2 separate regions of the Zea mays genome follow, and region 2 is linked to region 1. The links are chromatin contacts, called in public Hi-C maps. All regions are on one chromosome and are shown on one strand. The core of a region is the stretch at or near the end of the contact, and the rest is flanking DNA. Distances in the headings are between cores, read along the strand shown. Region 1 holds the start of LOC542401 (glutamine synthetase 5). Region 2 holds the start of LOC732761 (histidine kinase).

Region 1 (3,892 bases), core at 123-2,622:
CAGGGTAAAACAATTTGCGTCAGGAACCACTGGTGCTGCGTCAAGATAGTTCAGGCAGATTTAAAAAAAAATCTAATTTATTTGTAGGGTATGTACAACTTTTAGTCTACTTGGTGCAACAAGACACAATTCTTTTTTCTTCGCAAAGATGAACTGATCTGAGTTGGACCAATGAACAGTAGGCACTGTAGCAGTAAATAACACGGAACCGTATGGTTCATGCCACTTGGATGGTAGAAGTGCAAACTTACAAGGATGTTGTTGCCCCTCCTGAATGGGTCCTTGAAGATGGCCTGCGGGCTGCAGCACATGCCCAAGAGAAAGGATCGTTCAGTAAAGCAAACAGAAAGGAATGCGTCCAAGCCTGGCGTGCCATGACACTTACTACAGGATGACCTCGCTGTCCTCGCCGGGGGCCTGGCCGGTGCTGGAGCCGTCGTAGTTCCACTTGGGCAGCTTGCTGGGATCGGTCACCGGGCCCGGGAGGGTCTGCACCAGAACCAACCAGATCAGTATGATTTTACTACGAAGTAGAACAGAGAAACAAAAATAATTGCAGTGATAGTGGTGAGCAGAGCTCTGATGTATGTATAAGCCAAATAACAGATCAGCGGATGAGCTCAGGGATAAGTGATAGGTGACGACGAGTCACAACCACCAGTATCCCGGGGGGTCCTCCCAGTGCTGGGAATCTGTTATCTTACCCTGGCTTTGCTCCTGAGATCCATGCCAGATCCACCGATCCTGCACCCCAAAAAAGGCACGCGTTAAGATAGGATCAAATCATGTCGACGACAAACCGAACAACTCCTCGCCATATTCCTCGGAGCAGAGCAATCCAAAGACGTGTTTATTATAACAATTAACAACAAAAAAAAACTTGCTTCTTTTGGGAACTAATACTGGCATCAGGGGGGGATCAATTAACGTGTAAGACATCCGATTAGGTCTTTCAGCCAACAGATCATCTGGCGGTGGCCAGCGACAACACCGTATAAGCGGCGCGGTGGCCGGTGAGGGACCCGTGGGCAGGGAATTACCCGATACTCAGGTTAGATATTCATGGGCGAATAAGCGAGCAAATATAACAGATTTTTACTCGGAAAATGAACAGATGAAGCCACTTGATCAGGAAAAAAAAACAGAGCCAGAGCCCCTCTCCCAACCCCGTTCCCGGACGGGGGAAACGCCATGAGAGGGCGGCCGACGGAAACGAGCGCCGTACCATATGTACTCGGCGATGATCTTCTCTGTGGTGTCCGAGAGGTTGAGGTTGACGAGGTCGGTGAGGCAGGCCATGGCCGGCGGCTGCGGTGCGACTGCGACAGGCGGGCGCACGGGCTGGGAACCCAAGGAGGAAGGAGGGGAGGATGTGGCGTGGGATTGAGACGAAGAGATCGGCCCGGGAGGAGGGCGGCTATATAATGGCGACGACCAAGGACGGGAAACCAGTTGGTTGGCGTCCAGCCGGGTAAAAAGTAAAAAAAAAACCAACAAAATACGTATACTTGTACGTTCCACACGTATAAATACGGATACATTTCGAGTTCCGCGTAAATTAATTGTATTAGGTCATATCCTCCGTGCGGTAGGTGCGAGAAGAGGGAGCACCGCGTACTGGTAAGGCGTCAAGCCCCTGCATCTGACATGCGGGACGAGCCTGTTAGAGGCCCACTGCCAGTTAAACGTGGACTCGGACGTGGAGAGATCGGCGTGGGGGAAATATTGAATTGGCGGGGGCAGCTTTATCGCTAGAAGTGGTTGATTTGATTTATGAGTTCCGAGCATAGGGGGTGAAAAAAAGAAAGAAAATTGGACGCTTTTCCGATGTCTGGGGATAGTCCCAAAAGGAGTAGTAAATGATTTTTAATAAAATCTTTTTTATTCAATCGTGCTCCTACCTAAGCCCATGCCCATCTCAACGGCACCAGCTGCAAAATGATTTTTACTGTATACGTACGGACATACGAATGGGGCTGGAGGTTCGAGGTATCTTCCTGAGGCCAGGGATCTTCTACTCCAGCTGGAAGCCGCACACTGCTTTATTGATGGTTCTCTGCATGTAGCGTAGCGATGGGCGAACGGTGCATTGCATTCAGCAACCCACCAGCCACCATATACCATATATGAGAATAGTGACTCCCACTGCCATATACAATTTGGCAGTACAAACTAAAACTATTCATGTACTGTAAATACTTACCTTACTAAAAAATTTAGTTCACGTCATATTAAACGTTTGAATATCAATTACGAGTATTATATAGATGTTTAATTAATTAGGTTTAATAATTATGTCCCGTCTTTTAGTCTTCATCTCCAGTCTTCGTCTCTAAAAAATTAGCTTTATAATTATACTATATTAAATATATAATTATCATTCAAACATTCGATTCGATGTTACAGACACTAAACTTTAGTTGGGTATATTCAAACACCCCCTCCATAAGCGAATCACGCATTCACTAGCATGTACTATTTGTCCACATCACTATATCACATCATACTATAAAATTCATTTATAACTATACAGGTAAATATAAGTCATCTATTTTTCCCCCAAATCATATATGGTTCCTGCACCAACCCCCTTGTATTTATAGGAAAGCATGACGTTAGCAACTACGAACAACCTTTGGCTATGGCTCAAAAATCCTATGTGTAATTTCTTTCTAAAAATAAACTTAAATTCTTCTAAAAACATTAGACTCCATAAATCTTAAGCATGATATTGTAAAATCTAATAGTTAAATGTACCTACTGGAGGTTTGGCGCATTGGAGATTATTATGCCTCTCTAGTTCTTATTCATTAAGAGTATTGGTTCTAGAAAAATTTTATAGAGCAGGAAAAAAACAAATTGCAATGTAGACAAGGTATTCAAAGTACAATGTTAAAATTTGTTGAGATTACATTAGAAGTAGAACAGTTAGGTTTCTCATGTTGATTCAATATTTTACATTATGCTTCTCACTCCGTCTCAAAATAATATAATTTTTGTTTATTAACTATCATTTTTTCTATGTTGACTGAATTCAAAGATAATAGTATTAATATATATGTCTATAAATATTTTTATAACTATATATTTAAATAATTAATATAATAATATTTTATAATTTTATTACTATTTTAAATTTAATTAGAAGAAAAGTTGCGTGGCTTCTAAAAACAATAGTTGTATTTTTTTTTTGGGGGGGGGGGGAGCAGATAGAATATAAAGTAGTGGTGTTAGAATATTGTAGAATAAGGCAGATAGTTTTCATTTTGATGTGGAGACTATACCAATATACCATCACACGGTCACACCAAACCTACCCTTGAGAGCAGATTAAATAATTTTAAAACTAAGTGTTGTTCGGCTAGATTTTTTATGGTGATACTTGTATACCAAGCTTAAGTTCTCGACTGACGCGGGTGCTTATTAGGCTGTTTGGTTTGAGGAATGAGCTAGTCCATCGTCTTCTCACTCCTCACTTTTTTTGTTTGGTTTGTGGAATCAAATGAGTTGATCCATCATCAACTCATTCCTTATAGTTAGTTAGTTAGTACTAATATGAGGAATGCAGCCATCCCACCAAATTTGAGAAATGGACCCATGATGCACCACCATATTTTGGATGGACTGATTCCTCAAACCAAACACCCCCTATATTTTTCTAGATTTGCTCTAGAATTCAATGTTGCCGTTCTTTTAGTAGTAGGTAATGTTCCGTCAACAATAAGAAAATTTTGATGACCTTACCAATCTCAAAATTTTGAAGATACATATAGGTGCATTTATAAGCGCAGAGCTGTGTGCATTTAAGGAGTGTGTCTGTAATCTCAAACTGCATAGAGAATGTGACATGGTGCAGAAATTATGAGCAGAAGGCACGTGGTCTGTGTACGGA
Region 2 (3,966 bases), core at 528-3,027, 280 kb after region 1:
AGGTTGCTTTGGAAGCTAAAACTCTCTCTTAAAATTTAAATTTTCTTGTGGTACTTAGGAAAGAACATTATTTTCACTAAAGGTAACCTAACTAAGCGCAGGTGAAAATGTAGTATGAAATGCAACTTTTGTGATCAAATTGAGAATATTCAGCGTCTTTTCTTTGATTATTACTTTGCTAGAAATATTTGGAGAATCATTAACTTTACTCTACAGATAGAGAGACCTATTAGTATTAATCATTTAATTAGAAATTGGTATGCTAACAAGGGAACCATACATAGAAAAAGACTCTTAATTGGGATGTCGGCAATGTTTTGGGTCATTTAGCTTTATCGTAATGATGTGGCTCTTTTTTCTAATGATGTCGATAAATGAAGAAGACTATAAAATATTACTCTTTTCGTCCACAAAAGTTAGCTGTTCTTATATTTCGAGGAGTCAATCATTTTTAATTTTAACCATATTTATATAAGAAAATATTTATATTTATATTACAAAATTTGTATATATTTTTGTAGTAAAATTATTTGAAGATATAAATGTTATTAATATATTATATAAATATAGTAAAACTTAGAAAAGTTTAATCGAGCGATAAGGATGGAGGGAGTAGAACATTTTCTTGCTTCCATAATAAAAAAATGCGTGACGATGACGTGCTCCACCAGTTTGACCGAGGTTTCTCTGCTACTGCTGACATGAACTGTATGGGCTGGCACCTCAGGGCGCAGAGGCGGGCCCATGGTCCGGGTCCACGGAGTACACAGCAGCGCGGCGTCCGCTGCTCCAGATCGGCCCTGCGGAAAAAAATTTGCTGCAGCCCGGCGGTAAAGCAGGCTGTTTGCAGCCCTCACAAAAAAAGAATAGACCCTATCTATAGGTCCACAACAAATTTTTTTCCGGCCCTGCCGTCGTACTCGTACGTGCCATCGTCTCTATTTCCCGGACTACCTCCTTGGCACGTCCCGTCCCGTTCCGCACCTGCCTCCTGCCGGTCTGACGGCCTATCGCCTACAGCAACAGAAAAACAAGAAACAGCCATGGTGCGGGGGCAGATGCGGCAATTCTGAGCTCGGCACGCACGTGTCTTTAAAACGCCCTCGCTTCCTCCTCCGTCCGTTCTGCTCTTGCCCCCGCCACCGGCACGGGCCGGGGCCACGCTCGCCGCTCAACGCCGCCGCTGCAAGAGGCCGCGGGTGATTAGCCTTGAGATTAGCGGGTACCGCTTCACTGTTACGGGAGTACCGTTTTAATTGACGCCCGCCTGTCTCGAATATCGGCTGCTGCCAAAAGCGCGGGTTCGGGGTTCCTCCCCGTCGGGCTCGGGCGGCCTCGGCTCGCCTCGTGGCGCCGCTGGGCGCTAGCGGAGTGGAAGTGGATCGACCTGTTGCGGCCGAAGAGTGGGGAGGCAACAAAAGGGAAAGCTGCGCGGAGAGCTCGGGTACCGTGGCCGGATTAGTTAATGCCCGCGAGCAGCTAGTCGTAGGCGTAATTATTTTAAGGCAGTTGTCGCCTCTGGGGACTCGTGAAAGCTTCACCTCTTTTGAGAAGCTCCGCACCACGACCTCGTCCCGCCCGCAGCCCGCTCTTCCCCGCTCCACCTCCAGGCTTCCAGTCTCTCACTCTCCCGCGCCTCTTGCTGCTGCTGCTGGCGATAGGGATCCCAGCGCCTTCAAGTTCGGGTGGGCGGCTAGCGCGGCGCGTGTCGGCGAGCATATGGTGGGCATTGGGCGGGGGAAGGAGGAGGAGGAGCGGCAATAGATTTGTGGGCGCAGAGGCGGGGATGGGGGGCAACAAGTACTGCGCGGCGATGACGAAGAGGAGATGGAGGGGGCTGGCAGCGGCCGCGTGGGTGCTAGTCGCGGTGGCTTGCTCCGCGGTGATGCACTGGACCATGCGCCGGGAGAGCATGGACCGCGCCGAGGAGCGCCTCGTCAGCATGTGCGAGGAGAGGGCCAGGATGCTGCAGGAGCAGTTCGGGGTCACCGTCAACCACGTCCACGCGATCGCCATTCTCATCGCCACCTTCAACTACGATAAGTCCCCTTCCGCTATCGACCAGGTTCGTCACCATTCGCCCCCCTCTTCTCCGCCATTGCTCTTGTAGATTGCTATGCCACGGTATCAATTGGCAGTTGGTTTAGCAATAGCGGACCCCGAGATCCTACACATTGTTCTGTGGGTTGTCTCTTTTCTTTAAAGGAGCAAACAGAAAAAAAAGGGGAGAAATAGAGATATAGAGATGCGTTGTTGTTTGTTGACGCTTACCGTCGTTTAGCACGCCATGATTGCTGTGGTTGGCTGGGACAGGTGCTGTTCATAGTCTTGTGGAAAGAAAAAAAATGTCCATTCCTGCGGCGGTTAGGCGGGGATTTTTTAGGCTTATTGGAGACGTAGCTGAACTGAACTGTTGGGTTGGTGGCACATTGTTTGTTCATAGAGTGATTAGTGTGTTCGCTGCAAAACCATCTGGGGGTTACTTTGACATCCATTGGGGTGTGCTCTTTTGCCAACCTTTTGATTCCTTGTTTATTCTGAGAAAGGTCCCTGTCGCAGAGATTAAATTATGTTAGAAGCTGCTTTCTGCCTCTCTTTTCTTTTGCTTAGATTATTGATCCTCAAAGCCGTCCTTTCCTGCATCTACACTTCGTTTCTCTTCCCCCCCTTTTTTTTTGTCGATTTACCTATAGTTTAGGCGTGCAGTGTCATGGGCCCATGTTATTTGAAGACGTGCTCGTTTTTGCATACAATGACCAATCTTATTCGTTGCATCATTACTTTTGGTAAATCAACAAGATGTCTTCTTCTGATTCTTGCAATTTATAGCATATTATTGTCCAGTATTCTATTTTGGCTTAATAATTAATGTCCGACACAGGACACTTTTGCAAAATACACGGCAAGGACATCATTTGAGCGACCGCTACTCAATGGGGTGGCATATGCACAGCGTGTATTCCATCATGAGAGGGAAATGTTTGAAAGCCAGCAGGGATGGATTATGAATACAATGCAGCGGGAGCCTGCACCCCCGCAGGTTGAATATGCTCCAGTGATTTTCTCTCAGGATACTGTTTCCTACCTCGCACGCATTGACATGATGTCTGGAGAGGTATGGTTCTATTTGATCGATCTTAGTATTCATTGGGGTGTTTATGACCCTTTGATGTCTCTTTAGTGAAAGCAATCTATTTATTTACGATACAGGAGGACCGAGAAAACATTTTGCGGGCCAGGACTACTGGCAAAGCTGTGTTAACAAACCCATTTCGGTTGCTTGGATCAAACCACTTGGGAGTAGTTCTCACTTTTGCTGTGTACCGCCCTGATCTCCCCGCTGATGCATCAGTTGAGCAACGTGTGGAAGCAACTATTGGGTGAGATGTTCTAACTCACATCCTTTGTTGTTTTATTTTTAACCAAATATTCTAGCATTGTCGCCTTTAAGACTCATGTTTAACATGTGGGTATGAATAAAATTTTGTGCACTATTATTTGATCATGTAATATCTTGTCATCGTGTATCATGCCACATTTGTGGTTCACTGATCAATACTGAATTTAGGTTGACTATGATGACCTTAACATGTCTAGTAACAGGTGATAATAGAAACAATGTGTTTCTTTTTTAAAAAAGGTATAGCGTGCTTATGGCAGTTATGGCAGGCACATTTAGTAATAGATCATGCAGGTTATAATCATTGCAGCTTGTCTCAATTTAATCAAATGATACTCTATGCTTATCTAATTTTCAAGAGAATAATTTGCTGTGTGCTCCCAGATATCTTGGTGGAGCGTTTGATGTGGAGTCACTTGTGGAGAATTTGCTGAGCAAACTTGCTGGCAATCAGGATATTGTGGTGAATGTCTATGATGTCACAAATGCTTCAGAGGCTATGGTTTTGTATGGACCTTCTAGTTCGGATGAGCGCGTGCCTTTCTTGCATGTTAGCATGTTGGATT

Evidence for each region. A called contact is a pair of places that touch in the nucleus more often than the background predicts.
Region 2: a contact with region 1 is called in a Hi-C map of ear, with 2.0 times the contacts expected there. The contact joins the promoter of LOC732761 here to the promoter of LOC542401 in region 1. A contact is called at or near these places in 3 of 25 Hi-C or Micro-C datasets (bundle sheath, ear and endosperm).

What each region holds. Positions count from the first base shown.
Region 1 is chr4:172,174,584-172,178,475 of Zm-B73-REFERENCE-NAM-5.0, forward strand. It overlaps LOC542401 (glutamine synthetase 5), which reads right to left and starts at 1,373. Exons shown (of 10, transcript NM_001111974.2): 1 at 1,226-1,373; 2 at 705-744; 3 at 386-489; 4 at 252-300. The coding sequence starts at 1,299.
Region 2 is chr4:172,456,250-172,460,215 of Zm-B73-REFERENCE-NAM-5.0, forward strand. It overlaps LOC732761 (histidine kinase), which reads left to right and starts at 1,778. Exons shown (of 11, transcript NM_001112387.1): 1 at 1,778-2,065; 2 at 2,882-3,115; 3 at 3,211-3,380; 4 at 3,785-3,966. The coding sequence starts at 1,787.